Regions from separate parts of the Mus musculus genome. Here all the other regions are linked to region 3. The links are chromatin contacts, called in public HiChIP or PLAC-seq maps. All regions are on one chromosome and are shown on one strand. Each heading gives the region's core, a stretch centred on a gene start, on an enhancer-like site or on the middle of the called end of the contact. The rest is flanking DNA. Distances are from core to core; before and after follow the strand shown. Region 1 holds the start of Hnf1b (HNF1 homeobox B). Region 2 overlaps Gm38934 (a long non-coding RNA gene). Region 3 has its middle 23 kb from the start of Gm51869.

Region 1 (3,915 bases), core at 389-2,888, 64 kb before region 3:
TTCTGACCGTTTGTCTTTCTTTGTCCAGTTCTTCCAACCCTAATGCCCGGATGCTGAGAACCTTAAGCTTCCAAACCACTGGGAACAGGCCTGCCATCTTCGCAGACAGGGGAAGTGTGTACACAGGTGTTAGCCAGCTTTGCACAGGTGGTCTTCTTCCGTGTCTACAGCTTTTCTGTATCCTGGATATTAGGAATATATTTCACAAATGAGAGAACCGAGGTTCAAAACCGCCTCTACCCTGGGGAAATGTGTGTGCCTGTGCGTGTGCGTGTGCGTGTGCGTGTGCGTGTGCGTGTGCGTGTGCGTGTGCGTGTGCGTGTGCGTGTGCGTGTGCGTGTGTGTGTGTGTGTGTGTGTGTGTGTGTGTGTATGTGTGTGTGTGTAAGCAGTTTCCTTCCCTGCAGCTCAGGTCCCTGCCTGGAGGTCTGGGTGCGGCTTGTGCCTCCTTGCTTCCTCTCCGGGTCCCAGGGGAGATGTGGCAGAAACTCCTGCCGTGCTGTGCCGAAAGGCTCAGAGCTTCCTTCCGGACCAGACCTGGGTGGGGGAAAAAACATTTTTTTTTCTTCAGTGGCTTTAGGGGTGCCTGCTCTAGGTGGCATACAAGACTCCTGCCACCACCACAGTGAACTTGTGTTTATAGAGCGCGATTCTTAACTCCCGGTACAACGGACTTCCTAGAATTAAGAACCAAAACAGTGGTCCTGGGTAATCCAGAGCTGCAACAGTCGGTCCAGCCACAGGTCAATCTACACATTCACTACTAGAAAGGAGACTCCGTAGCCCTAGTTTTGGGTGCAGAGCTCAGGCGCTGTTGGGTTCCGGGTTTAGGCAGAAGGCGAGCTCCAGGTGTCCTGCTCCCCCTTGGCTTGGCGGGGCAGGTAGCTGGTGAGCCCTGCAGCGGCAGAGCTCCACTTTCGCTACTCCCTCTGGCCATAAACGAATCGGCGTCTCCTTTCAAGGGTCCCGCAGGCCTCTAGCACGTTAACAACGCGCGGTCCTGGTCAGGAATCCGGCAAATCCAAACTACCAGGCGGAGCTGAGGAGGACCTGGAGAGCAGTAACCGAGGTAAAAAGAAATGGGGTCCCTCCAATTCGTTGTAACCGCGCCTAAAGCCACTCTTATTCCTGGCGCCCATTCCCAAAGAATCTGATTCGCCACCATCTGACTACATCTCCAGGCTTGCTACCTGCAGACAACCTGGAGGCTTTCTGCTCTCCTCACCCTCCCCCCCTCCCCCTTGCCAAGGCACCCCAACTTTGTCCAGCTCTCTCACCTGAACCCCCGAAGCGCAGTTTCTTCTTTCTGGACTAAAGCCGAACCTGTCGCTAGTGGAAAGGTCCCCCACCCCCACCCAGCCCAGGCTGCAAGCCGCTTGCTTTACCAGTCCAAAGGTCACCTAAAGTTTGGCTGATAAACAGAATCGGTAGAGAAGATTTGGAGCCCCCCAGCGTGAGTAGAATGGGCTCTGGCAAGTCCCAATCCCGGCCCAAGTCTCTCGCTCCGTTGGACTGTCCCTTAGGTTCTCCCACTTTCTCGGTTTTTCCCCCCTCCCCACCACCATTTGCATCTTGCCGAAAGCTGAGCCCTTCCCACTCATTTGCATATCTTATATGGCCTAATGGTGGAGATCATGGCAAGTTAGAAGTTTTCTGACTCCTCTCGGAGGAGTCTCCGGGACCCCAGAGAGTAACAGGTGTCTGAAAGCTAAAGGGTGGAGGGGTTCCAGGACTTGGAGTTCTCTTGTAAAACTCCCCTCCACCCTCCTCTCTCACACCCACCCATCCCCTCAACCCCTTCTTTTTCCGTCCTTGGAAAATGGTGTCCAAGCTCACGTCGCTCCAGCAAGAACTCCTGAGTGCCCTGCTGAGCTCCGGAGTCACCAAGGAAGTGCTGATCCAGGCCTTGGAGGAGTTACTGCCGTCCCCGAATTTCGGGGTGAAGCTGGAGACACTGCCCCTGTCCCCCGGGAGCGGGGCGGATCTCGACACCAAGCCGGTTTTCCATACTCTCACCAATGGCCACGCCAAGGGCCGCTTGTCTGGGGACGAGGGCTCAGAGGACGGCGACGACTATGACACTCCTCCCATCCTCAAAGAGCTCCAGGCGCTCAACACCGAGGAGGCCGCGGAGCAGCGGGCCGAGGTGGACCGGATGCTCAGGTAGGCAAGCGAGCGAGGTACGCCCTGGAGCCCGAGCAGTCTCTGGAGTCCCCGGCCCCTCACCGGAGGCATGAGGTGTACACTGCTCTCCCCAAGCCCCTTCCCCACGGGAAAAATAGCCCGGGGGCACTCCGCTTCTCTGCTAACTATTGAACCTGGCCCTCCACCGGGCGACCTGGAACCCCCAGGCTTCGTCTGCCTCCACCTATGCGGGCAGCCTGGACCCAGGCACTTTGTTGGTGGTACCCAGTCACGAGAACCGAAGGTGCGGAGCCTTAGGTCACATGACCAGAGGGGCTGGTGGGTGCAGCGAAAAGGCTGCAATTGCCCCCGGACCCACCAAACTTCCCAAACCCCAAGCCACGTATTAATCCCTGCGATCTGCAGTTCTCTGCAAAAGACCTGGCAGCATCAGTGGCCGAGGCCTGGGAAGCAAGTTCTCTGATTGTGTCCTTACAGAGCCAAGTTTAGAATTATAAAGTGGAAAGTTTGTTGTAGGGTCACCAGTGCCGGGCAAAAGAAACCATGAACAAAGGGAGAGAGAATAGGTGCTCCTAAGACCACCATGCCCTTTTGCAGAGGTGGGCGTGTACGCATCTCACTAACGACACCCCAGCAGGCTTAGGGGAGCCCAGGCTGGCTGGCGGTCCCTCCGGTGGCTGGGATCACTTGCCGGTCCTCTCGCCCGGGCCTACGCTTTGACAGCTAGTTACTAATTATCCAAGGAGCCAAGCGGCTCCCTTAGACTGCGCGTCGCTCCGGGGCCACTTGGCTTCAGAAAGGAGCCCCTCGCGTGGCCTCTGACTCTTAAGCCCTGCGGCTTCAAAGTTTCAGAGTTCCGGAGTGACTGTGGCGGCCTCCCTGGCTCGGCTTCCTCTCCTGCAGCGCGCGCTTGGGGTGGGATATGACCTTGCATTTGAATTTGCGCTTTGGGGACCCGGCCGCTCGCCCTCTAGCCAAGGCAATCTGGAGGACTTCTAAAAGTTTTTTGTTTTTTTTGTTTTTTTAACCCCTAAAATGATTTTGCTCTAATTTAAAAGCTTGGGTTTCTTTCGTTGCTGTTTCTCCACGTAGCAATGATTTTTTTTTTCCCCCTCTGGCTGAGTTTAGCGGCCTGGATGGTGTCAGGGGTAGAGGGTACAGACTGAGGTACCGAGCCCCTCGGAAGGTTTGGGACGGCAGGCTGGCAGAAAATTTATCCTGGGGCCTGGCTCAGGGACCCGGCATCCCGTCGCCAGCCCCCTGGGGCCTAGGTCCTTCCTCCTGAGAGCCACTGTCTAGTTCGCCTCGGAGCCGACTTAGGGAAGCCCGGGAGGCCGAGGGCGCCTCTCCACCGTGGTCCCCACCCCGGGCTGGACAGAGCGGAGATGTAACATAAACTGCAGCACGTGGAGTTGGGGTGTTATTAATTTATTCCTATAAATCATCAACAGAAAGTACACAAAACGTGATTAGGTTGAAAAGAGAGGCGGGTTATTCATTGGTGAAGTTGTAAACTCGGCTTAGAAAGGGAAGGAAATCAAAACGCAGGAGGGGGTGCTCGCCGGACACACGCGCGGAGGTACGGGACGCACCCCCAGGTCCCCGCGCTGCTCTGGGAAGCCGACACCCGCAGAGCTCTGCGGGCGCAGAGTCTCTGAGTCGGGGGTCTTAGGACCTGGGCCTTCTTCCCACCCCCAAGCCATGGGGAGCAGAAGGAGAGGAGCCCAGACTCTAGCTGGGGTGAGGACCCAGGGCACACCCTGAAGCTCTG
Region 2 (3,747 bases), core at 426-2,925, 110 kb before region 3:
CCACCCCAACCCAGGGTCACTCACACTATACTGCCCACACAACCATGTGTCACAGGTGCGACTCTAGCAGGCTCTACCTGTGTGAACACTGTGTGGCAGGAGAGAGGAGAAGACAGAAGAAGCAAGCTGAGAAAATTCACCAGGAAGGGGCCCATGGGAAGTCACCTAGTCACGCCAGCTCTGCTACAGGACTACTCTCCTTTAAAGAGGAGGAAAGCTGGAGGGTCAGAAGCCTCAGTCTTAAGCTTCTATGTCTGCCTTCTTACAGGATGCGTGGCAGAACACCCATCCCTTACCGCATACATCTGCTGACACATTGAGAGGAATCCACTTGCTTGTGTCCCGAAACCCATTCAAAGTAGAACAGCCCTGTAGGACTCTGCTTTCAATATTGGGACAAAAAGAAAGATAAGCTTCATTTGACAAGGGAGTGGGGCTCTGGTGGCGCAGGGGCCTCTTGGTCGAGTGATGACAAGCTGTTTAAGGTTTCGGGCTCTCAGGATTTTAGAGAAGATCACGAGGTTGCCGTCTGTGGAACAGGCACACATTCCTGTGCCTCCCCTGGTCCTTCTTTCCCTTTCCTTATAGAGCTGGGAACCAAACCCAGGGCCTTTCACATGCCGGACAAATGCTCTCCCATTGAGCTACATACTCATCTCCTCTCAGGGGCTGATAATTAATTAGACTCACACTTAGAAAACTTTGGGACTTAAAGGAATATGTTGCTTACCAGCCTTATAAGAAGGGTCTCTGAGGGAGCCAGCAGGATGTCTTTGCTGCCAAGCCTGAGGACCCGAGGTCAATCCCTAGGACCTATCTGGTGGAAGGCAAGAACAAGTTGTCCTCTGACCTTAACACACACTCTGTGGCAGGCCCCCTCCATACACAAAGGCAAATAAACAAATGTAATTTTAAAAAAATAATAAAATAAAAATCAAAGAATGATCAGTGAGTGTCTGAAGGCCTTAGGTCAGTGGTTCTCAACCTGTGGGCCGCAACCCCTTCACAGAGGTGTCACCTGAGACAGTCAGAAAACAGGTATTTGCATTTCAATTCATAACAATAGCGAAATTAAAATGAAGTAACAAAAAAACGTATGGTTGAGGGGATTACCACAACGTGAGGAATTAGAGGGTCGCAGCATTTGAACCACTGCCTTAGATGAACACGTGGATCATGAGAGGGAAAACAGCGAGACATTTTCGGACCATCCTCACAACACTCAAGGCACACAGACCGAGCAGAAGGACCGGACCCCTGCTCCGGAAGTGAATTGAACATCCTGACAGACTGAAGCAGGCTATCCTTACTCCCCCCAGGAAGTTCCTTCCCTGATCTGCATGGAATCACTCTGCACACATTGTTTGAGGACCTTTTCTATGCCATGAGCCGCAGATAAAAATACCAGACGGCAAGTGGGAAAACAGACTGGGGTTCGGAGATAGCGTAGCACGAGAGGCAGCGGAGCCTGGAGCCTGGGCGGTCCGACTGCCACAGCAATTCGAATTCAGATCCTCTTTTCAAGGAGATGAGAATCTAGGGAGAACAGATAAACGAGTCAATAATTGAGTGAAGCTGTATCAGCGCTAGAGATGAGGAATACAGACAGGCTGGGGAGGCTCAACCAGCCGGAGATGAAGAGGCAAGCCACGGAGGCAGTAACAAAGGGCCTTTTATACACACGGAAGATTAGATTTGATTTTGAAAGCCACAAGGAGCCACTTCAGGATGCTAAACGGAGAGAGCAAGGAAGGTCTTGGAAAACGTGACTGAGCTCATTGGAGCCGCATTGTGGGAAACGGATTGGAGGCTACCGAAGTAGAAACTAGTGATAGTATTCAAAAAGGTCTCCCATGCCTGCTCCAGCTGTGTCCCCAACCCCCTCCAGCTGTTCTCCGGGGACATGAGCTGTTGTATGGTGGCATTTGGCTTCACTAGCTTGGCTCCCTGTTCTGCACCTCTCTTCTACTTTATAGGTAAATTTTCTAAATTCTTGAGCTGTCTTTAGCTTGTCCTTTTGCCCTCTCTAAGGCCCGGCCTTCCCTGTGTAGCCTAGGCTCACACTTCTGCCTCCACAACCTGAATACTGGGGTTTCCAGATACGCACTAGCAAGGGACAACCAGGCCTTGTCCTTAGGTGATGAACACAGTCAGGCTTCCTGTAGGGGCAGGGAGATCCAGAGGACTCAGTGTACAAAGCCTCAAAAGTCAACCCAAGTTGTAGAGGACCCCTGGAAATTCTGGGACCAGGGAAAGTAGCAGGCTCTAAGTGGAACTGGCCTGAGAGGGAGGCCAGGCATGGCTGCAGGTGGCAGAGCCACAGGGGTGAGGCTCCCCAAGCCTGATGGATGTCTCATCCTGCCATCGTGTGCCCCAGAGGGCAGACATGGGACTACAGTATGTGTACCCTGCTGGGTTTCTTTCGGTCTTGCTTTAATCAGGTCTTTCCTTGATATGCCCCCAATCTCCATATTTGGGTGCAAAGTGCTCGCTCTGTGCCATTGAATATTAGAATAAGTACCTTGGATTGAGGTGGACTTTTTTTCCCCCCAATTTTAGAGCGACTCACGGCTAAGGTCTTTTAGAAGAGCTTTGAGCGTTGGACTTTTGAACAGTGCATTTGTGGAGACTCTTTAAGTAGGACTGAATGTATCTTGTGTTAGGAGATGACCGTGGGCCTACAGGTGCTACAGGCAGAGTGTTCTGGTTTTGAATCTGAAAAAAATTCCCATGGGCTCATGTGCCAAACCCTTGATCCCAGCTGGCGGCACCGTGCGCGGAGGGAGGCTGTGAAACCTTTGGTGGCCAAAGGTGATTGGAGGTGATTTGCTGGTGATAGCCCAGCTCTGAATCCCAGGCAGCCAGGAAACAAGCAGCTGCTCTAGGTCTCCAACCAGCACAGACTGAGGGTTCCTACTGCGGCCCCTTCTTTATGCCCTTCATGTCAGTGACTATGTCCCTTCAAACTGTGAGCTAAAATAAGTCCTTATTCCCCGAGGTTGCCTCTGTCAGAAATTTTGGCCACAACAACCTCCCTTGCCAATTGAATGTTATTAATATACCAACTGAGATAAATTATGGGATGGGAGCCAGAGGTCAATGCCTGTGTTGTCCTTACCCTGACCTTCCTCTAGTTTTGTGATCTAATTTTTTCATTCTTATTTTATGTATATGAGTGTTTTGACTGCACTCATACATGTATACCTCATGTGTGCCTGGTACCCACAGAGGCCAGAAGAAGGTGTTGGTTCCTTCCAGAACTGGAGTTACAGAGAGTTGGGAGCCTACATGTGGGTGTTGGGAACTGAACCCAGGTCCTCTGCGTGAGGTAAGCTATCACCACTGAACTATCACTCCAGCGCCTCCTCCTTCGTTTTTGAGACAGTCTCTCACTGAATCTGGAGCTCACTCTCAGACTGGCTAGCCTGGTTGGCCAGCAACACTCAGGAATCCTCCTGTCTCCGCCTTGCTAGTGCTGGGATTACAGATGATGTGCACTACCACATCTGCTTTTGACATGGGTGCTGGGAACCTGATCTCAGGTCTTCATGTCTATCCATCACTGACTGAGCCTTATCCCCTCTCCTCCTCTTTGTCCTCTTTACTGTCTTTTCCTCCTCTGCACCAGGCAGTCTGGCGGGTCCTCCTGATCTTTGGCTGAGCAGCTGGTGAGGTGACTGATCAATGTAATGCTCTTTACTTGGGTTAGAACTTGATCAAAGAGAAAGTAAGTAGGAATTGTCTGTG
Region 3 (3,713 bases), core at 410-2,909:
CTCCAACTACAGCGCATTCTTCCTACTTTTCCGATATGCAAATTACCTAGGTGTAGAGAGGCGACATGCAGTAGGAACTCATTCCCACACTCAGGGCTCAGTGACCCTCTTATGCCCACTGACTTTGAATCAGGTTCTAAGTAGAAGCAGAGGATTCCATGATGCTCTGAAGGAGGTCCTAGCCTGGCAGGAGAACAGGCAAGTGCACAAGTGTGGAGACCTCCTCCAGAGGTAAGTGGCAGCATGCTGGAGGAAGCCCTGCCTGGGTGGAAGCAAAGGTTCCTTGGTAGACTACGGGCTGTGTCATATAGAATGTGAGACAACCTATCAGGAAGACAGGGGATGGAGGAGACATTATAGATTGAGGAATCTCATAGCCTACCAAGTGAATGTCCAAACTAAGGGGTTCCTGAAATTGTTTTGACCTGTTTTCTTATTGACACCCACATCCACTAGCCCAGTACTCCAACGTGAACTTCTCTTGTAAATCATGATCTAACACAGTGAAATGTGTTCTCACAGCTGTGGGATCCTCGGGTCAAGGTAACGGGTCACTAGCCAGCCAGTGCCTTGGTGGATTGAAGGAAAGAGCTGAGAATCAAATCCAGGGGCCCCACATCTCAAATGAGCAGAGAGGCAGGCATGGGGTAAGGCGCATGATGTTTACCCTCAGAAACTGCAAAGCCACTCGTTTGCAAAGTGTCATTACGTGTGCAGGTGGAGAGGTAATTTTCCTGCTACTCAAGGACTCTCGATCAGGCTCTGATTGGTTTGAGGGGAATTGTTTTATGACCCTGAGCCAGGCAGTGATAGATAGGAGATGTGGTTTGGTGGGCAGAAGTTTACAAGGCAGGAAATTGCTTCACTGGGCACAGCCATTCATAAGAAACACCTCTGGGAAAAGTAGCGGCCAGCCCTGGGTGAGTCTGCCCTGGCCACTTGTTTACATCAGCAACAGCCGGTGTTCCTGATTGCACAACGTGGCAACATCATTTTGAGTGGGGGAATCTTTGCCCCTTAGAAGAATAAACACATTCCTTGCTTGCAGTAGAATTAGCAGACCGCACAGGCTGCGGTGGCCTTCCTGGAGGCCTTAATGTCATAGGAAGGTGACTTTCCACATAAGTAGCCAGACAACCAAACTCAGTTCAAATTCTATTGAATTTTCCTTGAGTGCATCAAGGGCTCAGATGAAAGTAAAGGGTGCCAGAGTCGGCAATTCTTTGTCAGGCAGATACAAGAGCCACGCTAGCCCCTGGTTTGGAGGTCATTGGTCAGCTTGATAGCTCCTGGGGCATCAGGGGTGTGTGTGTGTGTGTGTGTGTGTGTGTGTGTGTGTGTGTGTGTGTGTGTGTGAATTATTTGGAAATGTTCCAAATCCCCTGTTTCCATTGTCTCACCAGCCTTGTCCATAGCTGAGTTCCAGAGTCCAGAGGTTTCAGCACCTAAAGTTGTCTAATCTGCATCGCTACAGGGAGGAGAGATAAGAGGTCATGGCTGGAGTCTCCTGGACCACAGGGGTCTGTCTGGCAGGTCCTTGGCAGCTGGCAGCCCAGCATCCTTCTGTGGGATCGAGGATCACGCCCTCAACCTTTCCTCCTTGCCTTGTTGGCAGACCTCATCTCAGTTCTACCCGGGCTCTGAGCTACAGCAATATGCCTCTGCTCTCTTGGGCCTTGTGGTCTGTGTATACACTGTGGATGGCACTGTGCTGATTTCCATCTCTGACACGAGAAAGAAGTGCAAAGACAAATCTCATCTGTAAGGACGTAGGCACACTGAGGGTCTCTGGGGCAGCTGAGGCAGCAGGGGAACGTGGAGGAGAATTCTGCTTTAAGGTTTTTATCTTTGTATGGTTAATCATGGACAACTTATCACTATCCTTGACGTAGTCTGGGCCCTACTATCTGTACATCCAAGCTATTGAGAAGAATACCCGGAAGCAGGAAGAGCTGCCTGGAGAAGAACTGGAGAAGGTTCTCAACTGAAATTTTGTCCATTTCCTTGGAGAGCACCCATCTCATTCCGTCTCTCCCTTGCAAGTTATAAGGAAACACAGGCCATACGGGTTGGGTCCTTGTTTGTTTGTTTGTTTGTTTGTTTTGTTGTTCTTGTTTAGATTATTTTTATCTTATATGTGTGAGTGTTTTGCCTGCAGATATGTGTGTGCAGCACGTGTGCTCCTGGCATCTAGAGAAGTCAGAAGAGGGTATTTGATCCCCTGGAACTGGAATTAGGGAGAGTTGTGAGCCGCCATGTGGGTGCTGGGAATTCAACCCGACTTCTCTAGAAGAAGAGAAAGTGTTCTTAATGGCTGGGCTCTCAGCCCAGGAACGTGCTCTATTGTCTCTACAACTCCATGGCGCCTGTTGCAAGGAGGTTCTCTGTGAAGACTTGTATGCATTAATGCATGAATGAATAAACAAATGGGTTTTATACATACATGCATAAGTTAATATTTAAAATCGCTGATCTATTCAATTCATAGCCAACTTCTACAGAGTCAAACAAGTGGGTTGTTTGGATTCCTAGTTTCCTTCTGTATCTAAAGCTGTCATGTCAGGCAAAACAAAGCATGAAGAAGGCCACCAAGGAGCCAGGCTTGGTGGCAACACACCATTTATCCCAGCGTTCAGGAGGCAGAGGCTACACAGAGAAACCCTGTCTCAAAAATCAAAACAAAACAAAACAAAACAAACACCAGGAAAAAAGAAAGCCCACCAAAAGTAGCTCTAAAGCAATCCGCAGCCCAGGAACCTTTGATAAGTAGCCATTTAGAATCCACATCAGCTGCTTCCACTCTCCAGATCCCAGATTTGCTGTTGACCTGCCCCGCTCGTTCCCTGTGACGGACCCCACAAAAAGATTCATTCACTGTGTATTGAGGAGGGTCTTGTGATGTTGCCTAAGCTGGTGTTTAACTCTTGAACTCAAGGAATCCTCCTGTCTCTGCTTCCTGCATAAATGGCAATATGATAGATCATATACCACCAAACCCAGCCAGCCAAAAGAATTAAAGCCAGTGTCCCAGGCATTTGAAGAGTAGAGTTCCTGGACACAAGACTCCTATACCCTGCTAAAAGTACCAGGATAAACCCACAGGTAAAGGGACAGTCCTGTGGTTTTTCAGTTGGAGGAGTGCAGAGTCACAATGACACACAACACGTTAAGTCACTAGGTGGTCTGAAAGCAAAGGCGTGGGCCATGCAAGTTGTTAGAGACCCACTCTTGCACATAGTACATGTGGCTTGGCCAAATGTCACTAATACTAAGCTGCTCAAGGGAGGGTACAGGACAGTGAGCTAAGGTCCCCAAGAAACCACAGAAATCAATCCCAGCACTCGGGAGGCAGAAGCAGGCAGATTTCTGTGTCTGAAGTCAGCCTGGTCTACAGAGTGAGTTCCAGGACAGCCAGGGCTACACAGAGAAACCCTGTCTGGAAAAACAAAACAAGTTAAAACAAAACAATCAAAAAGAAGCCACAGGAAAAGCTGCTTCTCTTCCTAGAGTATCCATTTGATCCAGAGCAAAATAATCCTTTGCTGTGTCTTTTAAGTCAAAGCAAGCTGATAGGTCATGGTATAGGTCATGGTAGAAGACATAAAGTTTAAATTCACCTTAAAGATAAATTACAAAGCTTCAAAGAAATTTGCTTTTTGTACCGCTCTGGGTCCATTGAGTAGCAGGCATTCCCTCAGAAGCCCTGGCTCAAA

The links. HiChIP or PLAC-seq counts read pairs in DNA pulled down with a chosen protein or histone mark.
Region 1: an H3K27ac HiChIP or PLAC-seq map of extraembryonic endoderm stem cells shows a contact between it and region 3. The contact joins the promoter of Hnf1b here to the enhancer-like site in region 3. A contact is called at or near these places in 14 of 39 promoter capture datasets (the C10 cell line, HPC-7-derived erythroid cells, cranial neural crest and 9 more), 2 of 15 datasets of contacts at CTCF or cohesin (the NIH/3T3 cell line and pro-B cells), 18 of 484 Hi-C or Micro-C datasets (3T3-L1-derived adipocytes, the G1E-ER4 cell line, bone marrow-derived dendritic cells and 9 more), 14 of 115 datasets of contacts at active chromatin or transcription factors (the 230-238 cell line, differentiating embryonic stem cells, embryonic stem cells and 4 more) and 5 of 9 other capture datasets (adipose tissue, embryonic stem cells, liver and 2 more).
Region 2: an H3K27ac HiChIP or PLAC-seq map of extraembryonic endoderm stem cells shows a contact between it and region 3. The contact joins two enhancer-like sites. A contact is called at or near these places in 1 of 39 promoter capture datasets (embryonic stem cells), 4 of 15 datasets of contacts at CTCF or cohesin (the NIH/3T3 cell line, embryonic stem cells and large pre-B cells), 96 of 484 Hi-C or Micro-C datasets (B cells, the BV-2 cell line, the C2C12 cell line and 38 more), 17 of 115 datasets of contacts at active chromatin or transcription factors (the 230-238 cell line, CD8 T cells, acute myeloid leukemia and 12 more) and 1 of 9 other capture datasets (embryonic stem cells).

Annotation. Positions count from the first base shown.
Region 1 is chr11:83,849,231-83,853,145 of GRCm38.p6, forward strand. It overlaps Hnf1b (HNF1 homeobox B), which reads left to right and starts at 1,639. Exons shown (of 9, transcript NM_009330.3): 1 at 1,639-2,162. The coding sequence starts at 1,819. Gm12576 (a long non-coding RNA gene) reads right to left here and starts at 1,401. Exons shown (of 4, transcript XR_388929.3): 1 at 1,277-1,401; 2 at 1-1,049.
Region 2 is chr11:83,803,161-83,806,907 of GRCm38.p6, forward strand. Gm38934 (a long non-coding RNA gene) reads right to left here. Exons shown (of 3, transcript XR_880088.2): 3 at 1,213-1,536. Among named protein-coding and RNA genes, the nearest start is that of Gm38934, 6.0 kb to the right of the region's middle. Within about 2 kb of position 1,676, at least 4 of the 459 cell types and tissues checked have an H3K27ac peak or open chromatin away from gene starts, as enhancers often do. A contact at or near this core is called in extraembryonic endoderm stem cells, where this site is marked.
Region 3 is chr11:83,913,277-83,916,989 of GRCm38.p6, forward strand. No RefSeq gene overlaps it. Among named protein-coding and RNA genes, the nearest start is that of Gm51869, 23 kb to the left of the region's middle. Within about 2 kb of position 1,660, at least 22 of the 459 cell types and tissues checked have an H3K27ac peak or open chromatin away from gene starts, as enhancers often do. A contact at or near this core is called in extraembryonic endoderm stem cells and intestinal crypt epithelium, where this site is marked.